Linked DNA regions of Zea mays: region 2 is linked to region 1. A link is a contact called in public Hi-C data. All regions are on one chromosome and are shown on one strand. The core of a region is the stretch at or near the end of the contact, and the rest is flanking DNA. Distances in the headings are between cores, read along the strand shown. Region 1 holds the start of LOC103641455. Region 2 holds the start of LOC100191950 (Glycerol-3-phosphate dehydrogenase SDP6 mitochondrial).

The links. Hi-C and Micro-C count contacts between places; a contact is called where the count stands out from the background.
Region 2: a contact with region 1 is called in a Hi-C map of ear, with 1.9 times the contacts expected there. The contact joins the promoter of LOC100191950 here to the promoter of LOC103641455 in region 1. A contact is called at or near these places in 2 of 25 Hi-C or Micro-C datasets (ear and endosperm).

What each region holds. Positions count from the first base shown.
Region 1 is chr10:98,461,810-98,466,399 of Zm-B73-REFERENCE-NAM-5.0, reverse strand. LOC103641455 reads left to right here and starts at 2,750. Exons shown (of 32, transcript XM_020545795.1): 1 at 2,750-3,032; 2 at 3,125-3,190; 3 at 3,360-3,542; 4 at 3,683-3,748; 5 at 3,849-3,953; 6 at 4,065-4,196; 7 at 4,287-4,343; 8 at 4,522-4,590. The coding sequence starts at 2,885.
Region 2 is chr10:98,976,368-98,980,957 of Zm-B73-REFERENCE-NAM-5.0, reverse strand. LOC100191950 (Glycerol-3-phosphate dehydrogenase SDP6 mitochondrial) reads left to right here and starts at 1,776. Exons shown (of 7, transcript NM_001137374.1): 1 at 1,776-2,154; 2 at 3,321-3,794. The coding sequence starts at 1,800. LOC103641462 (a long non-coding RNA gene) reads left to right here. Exons shown (of 3, transcript XR_560333.3): 2 at 487-538; 3 at 639-689. It also overlaps the pseudogene LOC103642657.

The DNA of each region.
Region 1 (4,590 bases), core at 1,501-4,000:
TTTTATTAAATTTGTCTTGAATTTCGGGCTTTGATGTGAATTTCGGGCCCTGATGTGAATTTCGGGCCAAAAAATGAATTTCGGGCCCTAATGTGAATTTCGGGCTTTTATAATTTTGGGCCGCCCGAAATGAGCCCGACACGTTTCAGCAAATACGGGCCGGGACGTGGGCCGAGGGCTAGGCCCGTGGGCCGGCCCGAAATTCAAACGGGCCAGGCCGGCCCGAAATTCAAACAATACGGGCCTTTTCGGGCTTGGCCGGGCGGCCCGAATGTACAGCTATAGCCATCCCAAACAACCCGAGCAAGTCCAACAAATCCTAAAATTATAGCTCCCAAAACCAAGAAATTGGGATCTCCTTAAAAGTGATAAATCTAAAAAATGGCAATGCTCCAACAACACCCTATAGTTTCTCTAAAAACTTTTGAAATCCGTTATATGGTGGGCCTCGTTGAGGCCTGTTTGAACTGCTACCTTTGTTATCTGCGAGTCCAATCTAGACATAATGCTATCTTTAGTATTTAGAACATACATGTAAAAATTACTAGCTTTAGTATTCAGAATAAACAAATATTCAATATTATCTGCTATTTCTTCTTTCTATTGCTGGCAACAATACAAGTGGAAATTATATTCCTAGTTGAGTCAACATCACATGCAACAACATAGTACACAACAACACAAGTGGAAATTATATTCCCAGTTCACTTTCAGCGTTTTAGCGAAGGAACACCGAACACAACACCTGTTTGTACTGAAAATATGGACAAGTCTGAAGTTTCTGAACTGAATGCACATGTCTGCTTGGTTTTACCATGTGCAGGCTGTTCACCAAACACAATCTATACAAGGATGACAAAAGCACCATACCATGAGAAATCAACACTGACAAGAACTTTGCGACTAAAAATGGTGGCTCACTTATCAATTGAAGCAACTGATTTTTGCTAAAACATGATGTATATGGTTCTCTAAACAAATAAAAAAGCCGCTGGTTCACACGTCGTCAGATATATAAATGATAGAATTGTATATGGTTCTTTGAAGAACTTATTAAACAAAAATATGGAAGCTTGCTCGTTGTTGAAGCTTGCATCTATAGGTGTGCAAATGACCCTATAAATAAAAGATGTCGGGCATTAGTGCTTGAGGAAAAAAAGTAAAAGTTGCATACAAATGCAATGTCAGAAATGTCAAAGAGGGCGGGAATCAGTGCAGCAAGTTGAAAACTCCAAGTACTCACCTAATGCAAGTTGGTGGATCATTTAGCAACACGATGATAATATCATTTTGCAAAATTGATGTGGATAACCAACAATGAAGAGAAATATAATTTTTTTGCTCTGCTGTTGTTTTGTAGCATCCTTCAAAAGAGGTGTATGGCTACCCTAAGTAGGGGTGGTAATGGATCGTGATTCAAATAGTTCTTCATAAAATGTCAAGAACCTAAATAAATTATAGTTCAAAAATGACTAGAAATAAAACCCGATCCTAATCCGCTTCGATCCTTAAATCTTATAGTGCAAAAAATATAGCCCATTGTCAGCCCTAACCCTAAGCATGCCGCCAACTTTTACAAGATTAATTAATTATTGGTAGCCTTTCAGAAATAGCATTACTGCTCACAAATTAGTAGGTCTCCTATGTCCTGGTTCCTAAAGTAGTAGCTCTTAACTGGTGGTGTACACATACTTGTTTTGACTTTTAGTAAATTAGTAAATCTCTTATCTGCTGGTTCATGTCACATACAACTGCAAACATTGATGTCCAGAAATTAGAAGTACCTGGTATGCCATCAAGAGCTAGAGTCTGCACTAGAGATGCAGTCTGATTCAAGAGATGTTGTTTCATTCGCAATCAAGATATATAAAAGGTCTAGAGTTCCCATAACACAGTCAAGAACTGCACTTCGTAGAAATGATGCAATCAAGATGAGAGCAATATGAGAGGCGATTACATGGAAGCAAGAACTAGAGTTTGAAGTCTACGGAAGTTGCAGTCAATATGCCTTGTCCACGCCTCCACGGCCTTCGCGACTCAGCCGCTCACAATGCAAGAACTAGATTCACGGACCTCTACATCTTCTACTGCAGATTGATGTCGCATCGTCGTCGACCTCAATCCCTCCGTTGGAGATGCGTCGCTTCTGGGATTCATGGTTGTCGCAGTGGATGATGGTGTAGTGGCACCCGATGGAAGCACAGGTCGTCGGCTCGCCGGCACAACTCGCACGCCAAATTGATTTGATGGAGGCACCAAGGCAGGAAGATGGCGCGGGAAAATAAAAATTGTGGAGGATTGGGAGCGATGATGTTGGCGCATCTATTCACAGGTGGAAGCTCGCTTCTCGCATGCGACCCGATTGGGAACCGACATAGGAGCTCTATTTTTCTTTTCCCTCCTATAATATGGTTTAAGAAATGAATATTGAGAATTGTTGGAGTTATTTTAATCCTCTCCATTACTTTTCTCCCAAACCAATAAAATTAGGAGTGTTTGGTTTTTATAGACTAATTTTTTGGCCTTTTATTTTATTTTAGTTTCTAAATTATTAAATACAAAAACTAAAACTAGTAGTATATAATTCTATTTTAGTTTCCACATTTAATAATTTAGAGACTAATAAAATAAAATAAAATATGAGAACTAAAAATTAAGGTTAGTTTGGAAACCCTATTTTCTCAACTATTTCTATTTTTTTATTGAAAAGTAGTTCGTAAAAATGAAAATCCTTTCTGAAAATGGGGTTGACAAACGCCTTTGTGTCGTGATTTCGCTCCCCGCCTCCGCAGCGCGGTCACTCAATTTCCAAGTAAATCCAGTTCTCCCTCGTCTCCGTCGCTGGCTCGTCCCGGCCCCGCCTGTGCGCCGCGGCCCAGGAATCATGCCGAGCAAGTGGCAGGTCTGGGGCCAGCCCGACGGCAGCATCGTCTGGCTCCCCGTCTCCGACGCGCCCCCAAACCCGCCTCGGCCGGGTCCGCTTCGTCCCGCTCCTCGTCATCCGCCGCTGCCCGACGAAGCGCCAATCGAAGGTTCAATCTCCATCAACGTGTACCCGTGCATTCTCGTTCGTATCAATCATGGATGTGTTGTTAACTCCTGACCTCCTTTCCTCCGTTGTCAGAAACCCTATGCCCGGACACCGCCGGCGGATGCCGTATCTCTTCTATGGCCGACCTACTCCTTCAAGGTAGACGCCGCCTCCCCATGTACTCGCGTGTGACCTTTGTGGCTGCGGTCGTTGCTGTACTGTACTGCGTCTCTAGTCTCTGTGTGTTTGTCTGCCCTCTGCCGCTTGCGTCAGTGGCGTGGTGTGTAACTGGCCGCTGGCTGCCTGTTTTCGTTGATGGGACCCGCAGCGCGGGAGCAGCTGATTGAAGGCGATGCGATGGATGGATTGGCTCAGAGTGTCAATACGGCTGGACTGTTCTCCACCGGGTCTGGGAGGCCACTGGCTGTCAGCCAGAGAGCCGTAAGGAGGGCCAGTGCGTTGGTTGGCGAGGAAGTGGACGAGGCTACTGATAACAATAACAAGAAGAGAAGTAAGTCCTTTTGCACTTGATTGTGGTTTGGTTGAATTGCTGTACACTGTTGTATGTCTGGTAGCTTGGAAACAACGCTGCTTATTATGTTTATTTCTCTATGCCTTCAACATTGTGTTGATGGGTTTTTTGTACTGCAGAGAAACCATTTGGTTGTGATGCTGGTCTGGAGGGTGAACTGGCAAACTTACATGTTCCATTTGGAGGTTAGCCTTGTTTCTCCCTTCTCCATGCCTTGTTTTGATAATTTTGGTGGAATTCTGTGCTGTGGTACCATTTTGACATACTATAATGTGAAAAAATTAGGTGGTGTGCATAAAGATAACTTCTTCCCAATGTTCCAAAGTGGATCTGGTAAGGCAGTCTTGCTCAACAAGGACTCAATTCAGAAGGCAAGAGCTGTTCTAGAAGGTAGGAAATGATTTCATATTTCACTAGTTATGACATTTAGTTTGTATGCTGTTTTTTGCATGTTATGTACTAGGCAAACATGCCATTAACTATGAAATATATTGTTTCTAGAAAATGTTGAGAATGCAGCTGGTGCCAAACAGCCAATGTTCCATACCAGTACGGGTAGATCTGTCCTAGTCAGCAAGAGCTCAATCGATAAGGCGAGAGCTGTTTTAGGGGGTCGGATGATTGCACATGAAGGTTAATTTCATTCCAGTATTCACAAGTTTTGAGAATTTCGCTGAATGATTCTAGACATGCCTTATTTGTGATCCATGAGTCCTATTACAGGAGATGTAGGAGGTGTGGATGGTATGGAACAGTTTCCTGTGTCTCAAGCTGGTTCAGGTAGAGCTGTATCAATCAGTACGTCATCTGTACAGAAAGATAATGATGTGCTAGAAGAAAATAATATAAAAATAGTTAACATTGATTCTTGTACCTTTTAAGTGACTATGTGAACTTTTTACCTATTTACTTCTGAACGGGCACCTTCTTAGTGTATAATGCAATTCCTCTATTTTAGGAAATGTGGAAGGTCCAGGTAGACCGGCCAATCAGTCTCTGATATTTCAAACTAGTTCCGGAAGACCAG
Region 2 (4,590 bases), core at 527-3,026, 520 kb before region 1:
GCCGGATCGAACATCTCCGTCTACCATGTGCCGTGAGCAGATTGATTAGACGGAAGGATTTTAGCATCAGCATGATTGGACGCCTCTAGCCTGTGCTCCATGGGTTTTACTTATACACGATCTCTGCATAGATTTTTTTTCCATTTAGACCGTCTAATTCAGCGTTGTTCGATGGTCTCGTAGAGTTGTCCGTTGATGATTTGTTAGATTGGTGTATGTATATGGGAAATTTTGCCTGCGCCTATGATAAGTTGTGCAGTAGTAGGATTCATTTGGGAAGTTATGTCTGCCATCTCGTATCTCTTCATCCCCAACTCTATTGTTTCTTAATTCCTAAGTTATAGTATATACATGATAGTAATAGATAGATCTGTCCTGTATAATACTTCCATGTTCTATATACACTGTATATGTACTAATAATCTTTGTCTTTTGTAAATCTTCACAACATATGTACTAATCTTTGTGTTTTGTAAATCTTCCCAGAATTTGTTGCCAATCTATCAACTCAGCTAATGTGTTGGGAGCTTCTTCAACGGTATGATTTCACACGACTGGTTTAATCAGTGGCAGACGCCACTTCTGTATTTATTCAGTTTGCTTTTTAATGTGTATTCTTGGGAAAATTATCACCCCAGACATCTGATGAGGCAATCCCAGTCCCAGTTGTCTAGATAGATCAGGACTCAGACCGTGATGCGACTATTGTGCAGCTAAGTTTTGGAGATCATTCGGGGATACTACTTGACACGGTATATATTTTACATGCGCCACTGATGATGCCTTTACATTGTTGCTGCTCAAAATTGTGATGTTTAAGTTTTTGTCATATCTGCCAATTATTTTTCCTGATATTCACTGTTTTCCTGGTATTTCTTTATGCAAATACGGACAACCTATTTTTTAGTTGATATAGATGGTGTTGATTTGTTAGTTAAAGCTATTGTCTTTGATGGTCACACTTTTATTGGAAATCTGCAATTCCTTTTATGTTGTAACAAAATTTAATATCTAAAAATGTTGTTGGTGTCTTGGTGGTACCGTGTCAGTTGTCAACAATCCAATTCCATTCTCATGGCTTTGATTCTGACATATGATTATGATTATTTTAAATTTGTGCAGCTTCTTTCAAGGCAATCAACGATGAAGGCATGTCCATGTATCAGAGGCCCTTCATGAAGGGCAAGTTGTACATCCACTTCTCGGTGGAGTTCCCGGACTCGTTGAGCCTGGAGCAGTGCAAGGCCCTGGAGGCTGTTCTCCCGCCCAAGCCAGTATCACAGTACACTGACATGGAGCTGGACGAGTGCGAAGATACGATGCCCTATGACGTGAACATCAAAGAGGAGATACGGAGGCGGCAGCAGCAGCACCAGGAGGCCTACGACGAGGAGATGATGTGCCAGGCGGTGGGCAGAGGGTGCAGTGCGCCCAGCAGTAGGCAGCTTGCGGCAAATTTGTTGTTTCGCTTTGGACGACTATTGAGTTTGCCCGCTTGTATTGGTGTGATGATACTTCTGTTACAAGAGTGCAGTATTACTAAGGATTAGTTCCTATATAATGACACATTGGCACTAACATTGTTATGCATTTTAATACACCCGTAGCAACGCACGGGCATAGACCTATAATAGCAATAATCTCTTAAAAACAGGTACGTAGTATTTATTAGATTTGTAGATGCCCTTACCGGCCAAACACACGATTCGCCTCCCAACGCTACTACCCCTTTCCTTCCAACTTCCGCCCGCCGGCGCCAGCCGCAACCGAACAATCCAAGCAACGCGTCAGGCGCCGCCATGGCCACGTGGCGCCTCCGCCGCGCCGGTGCCGCCCTAGCTGCCTCCTCCACCCTCGCCGCTGTCCTCGCCGCCTCATCGGCTTCCGCCACCGACCCGTCCGCCGCCGCCCTAGAAGCGGCAAGGCAGCGTGTTGCGCGGTCGGGGGCCACGCCGCCCCTGCGAGACGCGCAGCGTGCGGCGCTGGCAGGGTCCACCCCTGCTGAGCCCCTAGACGTGCTCGTCGTTGGCGGCGGCGCCACCGGATGCGGCGTCGCGCTCGATGCCGCCACCCGCGGGCTCCGTGTAGGCCTTGTGGAGCGCGAGGATTTCTCTTCTGGAACCTCCTCCCGATCCACCAAACTCATCCATGGCGGTGCGTGGTCTTGTCCAAACCCTGGGGTCTACGGACCCCCCTCCTGTGTTTTCCCAAATTTCAGCTGCTACGAATCCTTTATTAGAGTACCACAGTCAGCAGTCTGACCAAGAGTGTAACAGTTTGATGAACTAATGTGCCCTATTTGATGCTTGGTGATGTTAGGTCGGTAGTGCTATGCACTATCTTAATAGCACATACAATTATTGTCTGGCTACATTAGCAAGTGGATCTGTTGAATTTGTGTTGGAAATACCTGTCCTACGATGGCATTGCACTACTTTGCTAGTGGCACAATATTTGCTCTTAGCAAGCCCTGGCTTTATTTGAGCAATGCAAATTTATTCCTAATATATGTTTATGCCTGTCTAGGAACCTGTATTGTGGTACTGACCATTCCTGACTGATGCTATTTGTCAACATGTTGATAAAATGTTTACTGTCCATTAGACTATCCATGCTACATTCAAAAGATGAGGCTCATCTTGCATCTAGACATTCTCTAATTGTATTTTATTTTACTTGTACATTAAGAGACATATGAGGTGAAAACATAAAAGATCCCATAAAGATTTATTAGGCAATCCTGGATATTGAGTTACGTTCTAAAATTTCAAGGATAATTTCAAAATGAGCTAGGGGAACAGAAAATGAACTTAACAATGCATTTCATAAGAATGTTTCCTAAGGTTCTTATTACTCAACTTTGTTGGGACTTTTTCATGTCGATTTGATGGTCAAACCAAAACCTTTTCCAAGGTTCCTAAAATTAGTTGGTTTTCACTTGATATACTGTGCCAACTATGTCTAATTTGCTGTTAACTTTGACCCAACAAAGATATAAGGTTAACTTTCTCCCTGTTACTTTGAAAATGTCTTGCTCTTGTGTTCCCTCTTACTGAATACTGATGCAATAAATTTATTCTGCTTTCTGCCATAGTAATATCATTTGCAGATACATTTCTAGCTTGAAACAAATGCATGGATGAACATACTATAAAGACTGCGTAAAATTTTTGTAATTTTTAAAAATACTTTTACTTTGTGAAACAGGAAAAGGCTTAATTACAAACAAGATATACCTGCACCAGTGTTTTTGTGCCTTTTGGGATTGAAAAAACTTAATTTAGCATTGTCCCTTATTATATTGCATTCAATTTGTACAGGCGTGCGCTACTTGGAGAAGGCAGTGTTCAATCTTGATTATGGGCAGCTGAAACTTGTTTTTCATGCACTTAAGGAACGCAAACAAGTCATCGAGAATGCTCCCCATTTGTGCCATGCTTTGCCATGCATGACTCCTTGCTTTAACTGGTTTGAGGTTGTATACTACTGGTTTGGTTTGAAGCTTTATGATCTTGTTGCTGGAAGAAGGCTACTACATTTGTCCCGATATTATTCTGTGGATGAATCAGTTGAGCTTTTCCCAACCCTTGCAAAAAACGGACATAATTGTAGCCTAAAAGGAACAGTTGTGTACTATGATGGTCAAATGAATGACTCACGGCTGAATGTGGGGTTGGCATGCACTGCTGCAGTTGTTGGTGCAGCTGTTCTCAATTATGCTGAAGTGGTCTCTCTCATTAAGGATGAATCGGGGGAGAGAATCATTGGTGCACGCGTCCGTGACACACTATCAGGTAGAATAAAGTATGTCCTATCTCTACTCACTATATAAAATATCCACCTCTTAGAGTCGTTCAAGCTATCTCTTTTCCTTGATAGTTATGTGTTTCTTTCCTCCATATTAACTGATTAATAAAAACTTTCTTCCTAGTTCCTAATGCCATTGTTTATATATTAGTATTTCTGAATGCTATAAATATGTAACTAAAGTGATTAAATAAATTATTAGAGCAGTTTCTAATTTCAAGTTAGACTTTGCTTTTTCAGTGTATAGGCTAAATAACTTGCATAAGCTTGTGTTGGAAGCTAGGAATCACTAAACTCTTTTGTGATCTACCAGAAAATCTTTGATAGTATATGAGATAGTGAGATAACTAGATATCTGTACAATGACAACAACTAAGCATTTTAATAAAAAGGTAGTTGAGTAGGTTAGATGCGTGTTTGTAGATGATGAAATATATTCTGAATGCTTCTGCAGTTTTTGTTCTTCGGAATTTGATATACTTGTGTTAATTCATTCTGAGTTCTGGATGGAGGCATTTAATTTAACAACAAACTTTAGAGCTATGAAGCTTCTGGCTTTTATGGTTACGTAATGTTTTCTTATCATCTTGATTTTATTACACTACTGAGTTTTTATTCTTATAGTGTTTTTCTTAGGGTTATTTAATGACCAGTTTAGTAGCTTTCTCCGACTGTATTAGGAGTTACCTGACAATCTGTTTATAATATTATTTATGAAAATTTAAATTACATGTTGTGTTACTATTTTAACAACATATAGTTCTGATCTCTCAAGAAATTCTT